Linked DNA regions of Mus musculus: region 1 is linked to region 2. The links are chromatin contacts, called in public Hi-C maps. All regions are on one chromosome and are shown on one strand. Each heading gives the region's core, a stretch centred on a gene start, on an enhancer-like site or on the middle of the called end of the contact. The rest is flanking DNA. Distances are from core to core; before and after follow the strand shown.

Region 1 (5,377 bases), core at 2,438-4,937, 130 kb before region 2:
TATGTATGTATGTACATGTGTGTACATGTGTGTGTGTATGCATGTGTGTATATGTATGCGGGTGTGCCTGGTGCATGTGTGTGTATGTATGCTTGTGTGTACATGTGAGTGTGTGTGCACATGTGTATGTACGTGTATATATGTATGCACATGGGTGTGATTGTGTGTGTGTGTGTGATTTGTGTGTGTGTGTGTGATTTGTGTGTGTGTGTGTGTGTGTGTAGGCAAGAACTATTCTTCAAAAGTCATCTGACTTTGTTTTTTGAGTCAGGGTCTTTCAGTGGACTGGAGCTAGCTCAGTGAGCTAGGGTATCTGGCCAGAGAACCCCTGAAATCACCTCCCTCTGTTTTCCTGGTGCTGGGATTACAAGTGCTTGTTACTACAGTTGTCTTCTTAAAAACATGTGTTCTGTAGGACAAACTTGGGTCCTCAGTCTTGCACTGCAGGCACTGCCAGCCCCCAAGGCCAGAGTGTCGAGCCCAACACAGGATTATGTAAATCATCTGCATTTAGGCAACAATGTATCTGTCTAAAGGTTACATCAGGGTCTAGAGGGAAGGCATAGGAGGTCTCAGTATAATCCACCAAAGCAGGTGGAAACTGGTGCTGCTGTGTACATAAAGACCAGCCTCACTCAGAGGGCAGCACACCGTTTCAGGGTCTGAGCATGAGCTGAGCATACGATGGTGTACTTCTCATCCCGCCCGTCCTCAGGGAGTGATGACAACAACCTCAACTCCATCTTCTACGAGCACCTGACTCGGACCCTGCAGGAGTCGCTCTGTGGAGACCTGGTGCTTGGCCGCTGGGGCAACTACAGTTCTGGTGACTGCTTCATTTTGGCCTCGGATGACCTCAACGCCTTCGTCCACCTGATTGAAATCGGAAACGGTCTCGTCACCTTTCAGCTTCGGGGACTGGAGTTCCGAGGTAGGAGTTTCTTTCTTTGACTCAGTGTGTAGGGTTAAGCATCAGCCCAGTGGATTGGGCTAAGTGTCATCAGGCAGAGAGCACTGCTTAGAAACCTCCTTCAGGGGTGGGGAGATGGCTCAGTCACTAGAAGCATGTACTACTCTTGCAGAGGACCCAGATTGTGGGGCTCACAACCAATTGAGTTCCAGAAGGTCTGATGCTTCTTGGCCTTTGTGGGTCCCTGAACTCTCATGTGCACACTCACACACATACTCACAAATAAAAACAAAGTAAATATTTTAAGAAAAAAAAAACCCACCATGAGCAAAAGACTCGGGGACTGTTCTGCTGCGTGGGAATCCAGGCATTCTCTACTCTCGACCAGGCGTTCTGACAGAAGCCCACCCCAGTCAGCTAGAGAAGCAATGACACCTTCTGATCTACCCCCTGCTCTCTGATCCACCCAGAGGGAGCGTCCTCACCACTGTGGGCAAAAGCCATCCCTGCTGATGTGCCTTCTCCACCCCGGTGGACTGTGTCCTCTCAAACCCAGAGCCCCAGTAAGCCCCTCCTCTCTTAAGTTGAGTTAGCCAAATTATTTTACCATAGCAGTGAGCAAAGTAATTAATGCAATAACAGCTCAGAGTGAAGTGGTAGACAAAAATAACCAGGCCATGTTTCCCTGTGTTATGGTGACAGAGAGACATGGTTTGCTGGGAACCAATGTCACCACAACATATTGGATTAAATTTTAAAAGAGGTTCCTGCTGGGCAGTGATGGCACATGCCTTTAATCCCAGTACTCAAGAAGCAGAGGCAGACAGATCTCTAGTTTCGAGGTCTACCTGGTCTACAGAGTGAGTTCTGAGACGGGGCTACACAGAGAAACTCTGTCAGAAAAATGAGGAGCTCCTAGGAGTTTCCTGTGTTCGTTGCTTTCTCTTTTTCCATCAACCACAGTGGGAACGCCACTTGCCTGTAAGATTGGGACAGTCACAATGTCTTGAGGGACAAATGGCGGCTGATTTACCTGGATCCCATACCTTCCTCTACAGTAGATTTTCTTTGACCTAGTAAGATCATAGTTTTAAACACAGAGACTTCAAAACACCATAGCTGAACAAAATTGAAGTTCTGGGGAAGAACGCAGTTGACCCCAAAGGACTGTTATTGGATTTGTTTCTCTTTGCCGCGTATTCCAGTATCCCCCACGGAGGCCAGCTTCCTCCTTGGGAGTGTTCTGGACCTCTTCTCCCTCATTCTAGTTTGCTTGCGAATTCCTGGTCTTCTGAAAGATCGGGTTTTATTTTGGTCAAATTTAAACTTCTTTGGCACTGCCTGGGGACAGTCAAAGAGAGCACCCACAGAGATAGAGTTCTCTCCCCCTCTCTCCCTCTCCCTCTCCCCCTCCCTCTCCCCCTCCCACTCCCCCTCCCTTCATCCCTCTCCCCCTCCCCCTCTCCCCCCCCCCCTTCTGGTAAGCTACTGAGGAAGCCAGTAGAAGGAATGGGACCTATGTGCACACTCGCAGCTTCACAGCTGATTCTTCTTCCTCCAACTCCCTCTTTCTCTCCCTCCCTCCCTCTCTCATATCAGGGATCAAACACAGAATTACATGCATGCCACTGGGCTATAGTTTTTTAGGAAGAAGGAAATCTACCAGAGAAGGAAGCCAGAAACCTGGGGTCATGGGGAAGAGAGTCTCTGTCTTCCCCCTCCCAAACCCTAGCTGGTGAAGAGTTGCATCATGTTAACAGGAGGTCCTAGTGTCAAGCTACAGAAATCAACCCAGGTTAACACAAGAGAAGAAGGCTTTATGGGAAAATGCATCCAGGAATGAAGATTATCCTGAGCAGCATGGGGCAGGTGTCTTGTGGTTTTGAGAGAGTCCAACATCTGAAGTCACACAGCAGGAACTGGAGAAATGCTCAGGGGTTAGAGCACTTGGTACTGTTACCAAAAAACTTGAGTTCAGTTCTCAGCACCAGCTCCAGGGGTCTGCTGCCCTTTGCTGTCTTCCGTGAGCACTTGCATACACAGGACGCATGCACACACAGCACACACACACATACAAACTCACATATACATACACTTACACATGTGCACACATATAACTTTTAAAGTCACAAGGCAGCTGCAAGGACCCAGGACTGCCCCCCCCCCCCCGTTACTGAAACACTGGATGCTGCTGTCCCCAGAGAGTAGATAAATAGCCTCTACCACCACTTCTCCTCCTGAGTGCTCCCCTGTTGGTCACCTTGCCTTTCTGTCTTGCTGTGCTGTCAACTTAGTCAGAGTCTGGGTCAAGTGCACCAGATACCCTTTGACCAAAGTCACGGTCACATACAAGTGATCTGGGTCAAAGGGTATCTGGTTTCTCATTTCTTATCATGAGAGATGACCCCTGAGATGTCCATTGTGGGTATATCAGTTAGAGAAAGGCCAGCTGCTCTAGCAATATGGCTGAGTACTATGTCCATGGCACAATGTGCTTTCGCTCTGCAGACGTGGAGGTTGACCAGAGTAACTGTGGCAGGACACAGAGCAGCTCCAATTAACACGACCGAGCGTCACAGCAGATGTGTCTTCGTGCACTGCCTTCAAGGGTCAGTGTGGAGCCTAACAGAAAGTGGAGGAGAATGGGGAAGTCATTCCAGGCCAGGCCTTAGCACGGAACAGGCCATGTCCCTCTATGTCTTATGGTCCCTATAGAAGTGACTTGAGTACCTAGAGAGCAAGCAGAGCTCTTGTTAGATTGTCCCATCCTTCTGGTAGCCAAGTGACCTTGGCAGGTCAGATGGCTTAGCCATTTCTGTGAGCAAGCATGAGTCACTGTGCCTCTGACTGCAAGGGCGCCCACCCCTCCAGGAGCCTGTAAGTTAATTAATTATTCAAGGGTTCACAGGTGAATATCAGCTGAAACAGCAAGCCAAGGAAATAGACAATGCACATGAGAGAGCCAACAGGGCAGTGGCCCTGAAAAGCTATTGACTGCCTGAGGGATGGACAGAGGCCAAGGAGCCAATAGTCAGGCCAGGTGGAGGAGCAAACAGACAGGGCATCGGATTGCTCAGCCAATAGTCAGGCTTCAGACAGTTCTGAAGGCGAGGGGGAGGAGCAAACAGGACATCGGATTGCTCTTTTACAAGATGCCTGAGGACTTGGGGCTCAGGACAGAGCACCTTGAAGGTGGCAGCTACCCCACAGAAGAGGCATCCTCCTCCCTCCCAAGGAAGATGAAGAAGGACCCTGAGCTCACAGCTAGCTCAGGGTGCAGTGGGCAACCATGTCGCTCCCTGTCTGGATACTGCCTGTGGGGTACTTGATTCAAATCTGTACTGCAGCATTGACTTGGTTCACAGACAACTAGTTATTGAAGTCTTATCCCTCTGGTTTCTCACTCAGCCTTCTGAGAGCTCCATGCCACTTTCCTAATTGGAAAAACCAGTCTGCTTTCACATCTGCTTCTTCAGTGGACCTCCCGAGGGACTCGGCTTTACAGAGCCTCGGGTTCCCTTCCAGAGCCTCACTGAGACTCTGAGCTCCTCTGCATCTTTGGCAGTCCATCGGTCTTAAAGACACAATGGTCGCCACCTTAGGGTATACCTGGGAGGGAGCTGGAGTCTTTTCTATGCTACATTTGGCATAACTTCTCTTGAAAAGCAGGTGGCTCTGTGTCTAACCCAGGACTCAGAAATATAGTTGGCCTCAAGGGAGCAAGGAAACAGTGGTCAAATCCCTGTCATGGTGCCTGTCACTGCTGGTGTGGGATGACACTAATCTGTCACTGTTGGTGTGGGATGACACTAATCTGTCACTGTTGGTGTGGGATGACACTAATCTGTCACTGTTGGTGTGGGATGGCACTAGCCTGTCACTGCTGGTGTGGGATGGCACTAGCCTGTCACTGCTGGTGTGGGATGGCACTAGCCTGTCACTGCTGGTGTGGGATGGCACTAGCCTGTCACTGCTGGTGTGGGATGGCACTAGCCTGTCACTGCTGGTGTGGGATGGCACTAGCCTGTCACTGCTGGTGTGGGATGGCACTAGCCTGTCACTGCTGGTGTGGGATGACACTAGCCTGTCACTGCTGGTGTGGGATGGCACTAGCCTGTCACTGTTGGTGTGGGATGGCACTAGCCTGTCACTGTTGGTGTGGGATGGCACTAATCTGTCACTGGTATCAGGCAGGCACCAGCCCTCCACTGTCCTGGGACTTGACACCAGATGAATGGGCTGAGTGGGGAATCGGGTACAAATGTTGGAATGCATGAAAGCTTACTGAGTCTATGGGTGACAACTTTAAAGGGGCATGTGAAGACTACAGTATGGTTTCCCCTAAGCCACACTGGCATTCTAAGTGTGAGCATGGAAGGCAGGATGGGAATAACCAAAGGAAAAGTAAGCCGAGGACAGGAAGCTCCAAGTCCTTACATGTTCAAGGGTGTTACAGAGGTTACGGTG
Region 2 (5,258 bases), core at 1,968-4,467:
CAGATGCACACGATGCTGGCGGAGGCCATCTCTACACTTGGAGTGACTGGGGTTTGGTCTACTTGTTCTCTGTTTCAGGTTTTTGCAGTCAGTCACTGGGTCCTGTGAGTTTCATAGGTGGAGTTCAGCCTGAAAATTATAGGTGGCAAAATAAAGACATTACTGAGAACTTCCAAGAGTGGAATTTTGTAAAACAAATCTACTAATTCATCTATGTTTCCGGGAAGGTTCTAGAAAACTTTGCTATGGCCACGGGTGTCCTCTGACCTTATAGATCCAGACAGGCACATACCTGAAACTGAGAGTTCTCCTATTTGGTTGGTCTAGATAGCTGACAGCCCCCAGGGATCCTACCTCTACCTTCTCACTGGTTGAGATAACAAGCTTTAAAGGGGAAGTGGGGAGGCTTATGCGGCAGAGCATGTTAGCACCTGAGCTAGTTCCCCAGCCTTTTGTTCACCAGGGGAAATGAGGATTGACATTAGGAGTCGAGTCCTGTACACCTGAGTTTGCAGGCAAGCCTCGCTCAGTACTCACAGTTCATATGCTTTCCTTGAGCACACTGGATCTGCCAATGGATTCAACCTCACCATACCTGGAGATCAAGAGACCCAGTGGGCCCCAGGGAGCAAGCAGAGGACAGGCACATCTTTTGAGGTAGCTAAAAAACAATTCTTAAGCATCTCACCCATGCCTCTGTGGTGTGTAGGTTAATTGAGGGAATTGTAAAACTGGGACATTGTGGGGAGCGGGTGTGGCGGCAGTCCCAAAGGCGCCAGGGACTGCAGCTAAGTCATATGACTTGCACCTGACTTCCTCATATAAGACACAAACATCTTGAGTGCTGTGCAGGTGTACCAGGATACAGGTGAATCCAATTTGGTGGAGATTTGCCCCTGCTGCCCTGATTAGCTGAAGCCTCGTGACTGGCGAGGGGGCATGGCCTGCGGTGCGTGGATGAGAGAGAGTATAAAAGGAGTGAGAGGCCCAGGGTTCGGGGGAGATATAAACAAGAAGAATCAAGACTGAATAAACTGCTGTTAGAAGGACTGGTGGTCGCGTCATTCTTGCTGGTCGAGAGCGGGCGCGACAGGACACAGCTAGCCAGAGAGACCCAGGAGGGTGCAAACATAGATCAGACTGAACCAAGCAGAAGATGGAAGGCAGACAAGGCAAAGTATGACACATAACCAGGGACAGCCATTATCTAACAGGGTGGGGCCAGTTCCAAATGAATCTGCAGACATGGGTGCCTATACATTGCTCCTAGAATCCATGGGGACTGCAGTGAAGGAGGGACCACTCCTAGATCATGCTGGGTCATAAACTTGCACCTCAGAATGCTGATGCTTTGAGAACTTTGTAAATGCTTATTGTAGGAGTCACATCTGTCGAGGTTTCATGTGAGCCTAGTGCATTACCTAGAATTTAATTTCCATCTCAGAAATACAATTGCCTTGACACACTAATTCCGGCTTTCCTTTCAAAGAAAAGAATGAAGAAACGTGTAGAATGTCCCAATTTCCTGATTCAGTGGGACATCTCTGAGTGTAGGCCAGTCCTCCTGATAGAGAAAGATTTGTCCTGAGTGTGCAGCAGCTCTCTGTCCCACGTGCAGAAGCTTGCTGACTTCATCGTACTATGGGTTCTTCCATTTAGACAAGATCCAACTGATGCTGTGAAATGTGGTTTGGTTGAACAAGATGGGTCTGCTCTAACAGGATTTGCTGAATCAGATTCAATGACCAAGGTGGGAATGAAGAAACTGAACAGTATACCCAATAGTTAGTTCTCTTCGAGAAGGAGGAAGAGGAAGAAGAGGAGAAGGGAGAAGAGGAAGAGGAGGAAGAGACTATAGGGACCAAAGAGATAGCTCATAGTTAGGAGTGACTATTACCCTTCCAGAGGATCTGGGTTCGACTCCTAGCACTCATTGCCTGATTGTAAGATCCAAGGTCCAGTGTCTTCTTTGGTCCCCTGGGCACCTGCACACACATTGCACATACCTACACAGATACACATACACACTATAAATCTAATAAAAACTGAAAATAACAAAGCGAAAGACCTGCAGAATCTCTGCTTTTCATTTTCAGTTTTATAGTGTTGGGCATCTCAAACAGTAACCTGGTTTCCAACACTGAGCCACACCCAGCTCGTTGGTATCTTTATTTGTTGTATTTACTTTGTCTTGGATTGTTTGTTTGTATGTTTGAGACAGGGTCTTATGTTAGCCCATGCTGGCCTTAACCTTGCCATGTAGCCTCAGAGTGGTCTTGAGCTTTTGATCCTCCTGTGCCTCATCCCCAGCACTGGGGTTACAGGTGTGCACCTCCACACCTGGTTTATGTGGTGCTGTGGGGATGGAGCCCAGGGTTTCCAGAATGCCAAGCAAGCTCATCGAAACAACATCCCCAACTCCTTGGTACCTTTTCAGTTAAAGATAGCAACAATATGCATGGAGCTGTGTTGGCTTTGTTGCATCAGTGAATGGGAAACCACAACATTTGACTTAGTGTGGCTGCCCGCAGATCTGATTAGGCACTCTTGCTGTCATCCCCCAAGACAAAAGAGCAGATCCGCACAGCCTGCCATCCGCTCCAGTTCCCATCATCTGACTACTTCCTCTTCCCAGCCTCTTCACTGTTTGAGTCATGGTGCATACTCACAGGACTTGTGCTTACCCCTGGGACATGCTGTCAGAGCTGTCACATTGTAGTGTTTTCTGTTTGTTCCACCTGAATCCCTGAATGCCTCCTCTCTGTCCTTCCTGGAATCTGCCAACTGGAGGTGTGTGGGGGAGCTAAATACCACTTCACATACCTGCATCCGTTCCTCAGAGCCTCACACATGTCCATCCCCAGAACCAGTTTCCTCATCTAAGCAAGGTACGCCTTTCATGCCCTTTCACAGGTATTGCGTATATGTGGTCAGCACTCTGGGTGTATTCTAAATGACTGTGGCTACAGCCGTTATTGCTCTTTACTCTGACAGCCTTTGCTCTCTGTAGGTTATGATCTTGTTCCCAGCGGGGTGAAGGGTAACAGGGGCAGGGAGAATGCTAATAAGAAACCCTTTGAAGCTGGGTGACTGCTAGTTGAAGGTGGGTGGCTCAGGAAACCCTGGAGCTGTGGACATGGTTTCAGTGGTGGGGATGGTAGCCAACGCTATCACTGCCTGTTTTTCAAGGTCTCTCTCTCTGTAAGAGCAAGCATGGTCCTGGCCCCCATGCTTCCTGTGATCACAGAGGTGGTGATGCACTGTGTTGAGCAGTACATACCTGCCCTGATGTCAGGTCTGTAGACAGCCTCCCCCACTGTCACCCCCTTCCCCCGCCACTATCACCTAATGCTTGTCATTTCAAATGGCTTTGCCTTGCTGAGCCCACCTCCTGAACTATGAGAACCTCAGGGACACTGGACTGCAGCCTTTGGAGAACCACACCATGCCAGAGCCAGCAACCACCACAGGCATTTCTAACAAGCCATTAGCCGTCTTTCCCAAAGGCTGCAGCAGGTGCAGAGACTTCTCAAGTGGTCCTGCCATAGCTGTTCTTGGCTGTAACAACAACAACAACAACAACAACAACAGCAGCAGCAGCAGCAACAACAACAACAACAAAAATGAGAAGTTAAACATGGAAATCACTCTGAAGAAAGGTCTAGAACCCTGAGTGCAAGCCCTCACTAAGATGTCTTCATGAACACTTGGAATCCTCCAAGCACACAGTCCTGACAGATGCCTCTCACTACCTCCATACAGCAGGAAGAGCTCGGTTCACCCTCCCTGCCCTTCATGGAGTTTGCAGAACGGACACAAACATTGGCCAAGCAGGAAGTGCCTGAAAACAGCTGGCCAGTATGCCATAGCCCCAGAAGAGCTCTGCTTGCTGATTGCCCAGGTTGGGGATTCCTATTAGAGCTCCTAAGGATGACTGGCGCTTCGGTGAGTCTACCTATGTGGCTGGTAGGTAGCTGGAGTCCTAAGTCAAAAGATGGTGTTCCTCCATTAAGGACAGAATAAGAGTTGGGATGGAATCCACCAAGAGAATCTGCTCTTGTTTCTAAATACTGAACATCGCAGGCAGGGTTTTGTAAAGTCTTATTTAACGAGACATCAAAAATAATCTTCTCTGCCTCATGTTGTAAGATTAAAAGAACAATACAAACATAGTGATACAATTCAAAAGCATGGAGGGATGCCAGATGTCTCTGAAATCCTGTTTTACAGTTAGTTATAGCAGTGAGTTCAGGTCTGGGGTTCTGGCTGTCGAGGAAACTCTAGCAGTATCTCAGCAACATGTCCACCTCTGCCACCACTAAGATACAAGATACAGCGTCCTCATTAGCCTTTCTCCTGACCCATGATCAGGAGCAGACATTCATTATGGTGGATCACCAGCAAAGTGCCTGGGCCCTGCCCCTGGCTTTGGAGCCTCATCCAAACATGGCAATCAGAGAGACTGGCTTTGACAAATCCACTTAAAGGTGGATTCAAGAATCAACATGTGGCTCACCAGAAGGGGTGAGAGTCTCAAGACACTTAATGTAGAGAGAAGATACTGAGTCATCACTGTTGTGAGAGTGTGTATGCCTACACCGTAACAGTCTAAACTAGTTCACACATGGTGCTCTTGAGCTGGGCCTGTGTGACTGTGTGCCATGAGATGGAACTTAGGGGTCAGAGGTCATCTGGTAGCTCTAGGTGGTACTAAGGGGGCAGTGGGTCCCATCTTTATGTAGAAGAGAGGCTGAGGAGGAGCAGGGTCTGTGTCAGTTCATCTGTTGATCGTTCAGCTCTAAAGAAAAATGAGTCCTAAAACATAGGAGAATGGATACATCTGGGAACTATATTAAGCCAGGTGACCTGCACTCAGAAAGGAAGGAAGGAAGGAAGGAAGGAAGGAAGGAAGGAAGGAAGGAGGAAGAAGGAAGAAAGAAAGAGTTGGTAAACCTAGAAAGGAGACCCTGAGAGGGTAATGGTGTTGAAGGGCAGAGCACAGCCACTCTTCTGCTCTCCCCTTCTGCTCGCCTGTGCTCGCCTCGCCTCCGCATCCGAAGGGCCCTAGGCTTTTGCTTCTGTCTCATAGTTGCTTTGTCTTATTTGATGGTGTAACGGCATCACTTGCCCCCGGAGAACATTAGCTGGAAAGTTTAGACGTTCCTCTCTAACACACATAGTCTATTTAATCTGAGATTAATGTTTTGTCTTTTCTGCTTAATGATGTTCTTTCATGTTTGCACGTGTGCTTGTACATT

The links. Hi-C and Micro-C count contacts between places; a contact is called where the count stands out from the background.
Region 1: a Hi-C map of the N1E-115 cell line shows a contact between it and region 2, with 3 times the contacts expected there. The contact joins two enhancer-like sites. A contact is called at or near these places in 2 of 484 Hi-C or Micro-C datasets (the N1E-115 cell line and uterus), 1 of 115 datasets of contacts at active chromatin or transcription factors (microglia) and 3 of 9 other capture datasets (adipose tissue, liver and pancreatic islet).

Annotation. Positions count from the first base shown.
Region 1 is chr8:125,780,826-125,786,202 of GRCm38.p6, reverse strand. It overlaps Pcnx2 (pecanex homolog 2), which reads left to right. Exons shown (of 34, transcript NM_175561.4): 25 at 716-931. The region is part of intron 2 of Gm39284 (a long non-coding RNA gene); the gene reads right to left. Among named protein-coding and RNA genes, the nearest start is that of Gm39284, 9.3 kb to the right of the region's middle. Within about 2 kb of position 3,687, at least 13 of the 459 cell types and tissues checked have an H3K27ac peak or open chromatin away from gene starts, as enhancers often do. A contact at or near this core is called in the N1E-115 cell line, where this site is marked.
Region 2 is chr8:125,646,965-125,652,222 of GRCm38.p6, reverse strand. No RefSeq gene overlaps it. Among named protein-coding and RNA genes, the nearest start is that of Gm30871, 18 kb to the left of the region's middle. Within about 2 kb of position 3,217, at least 41 of the 459 cell types and tissues checked have an H3K27ac peak or open chromatin away from gene starts, as enhancers often do. A contact at or near this core is called in the N1E-115 cell line, where this site is marked.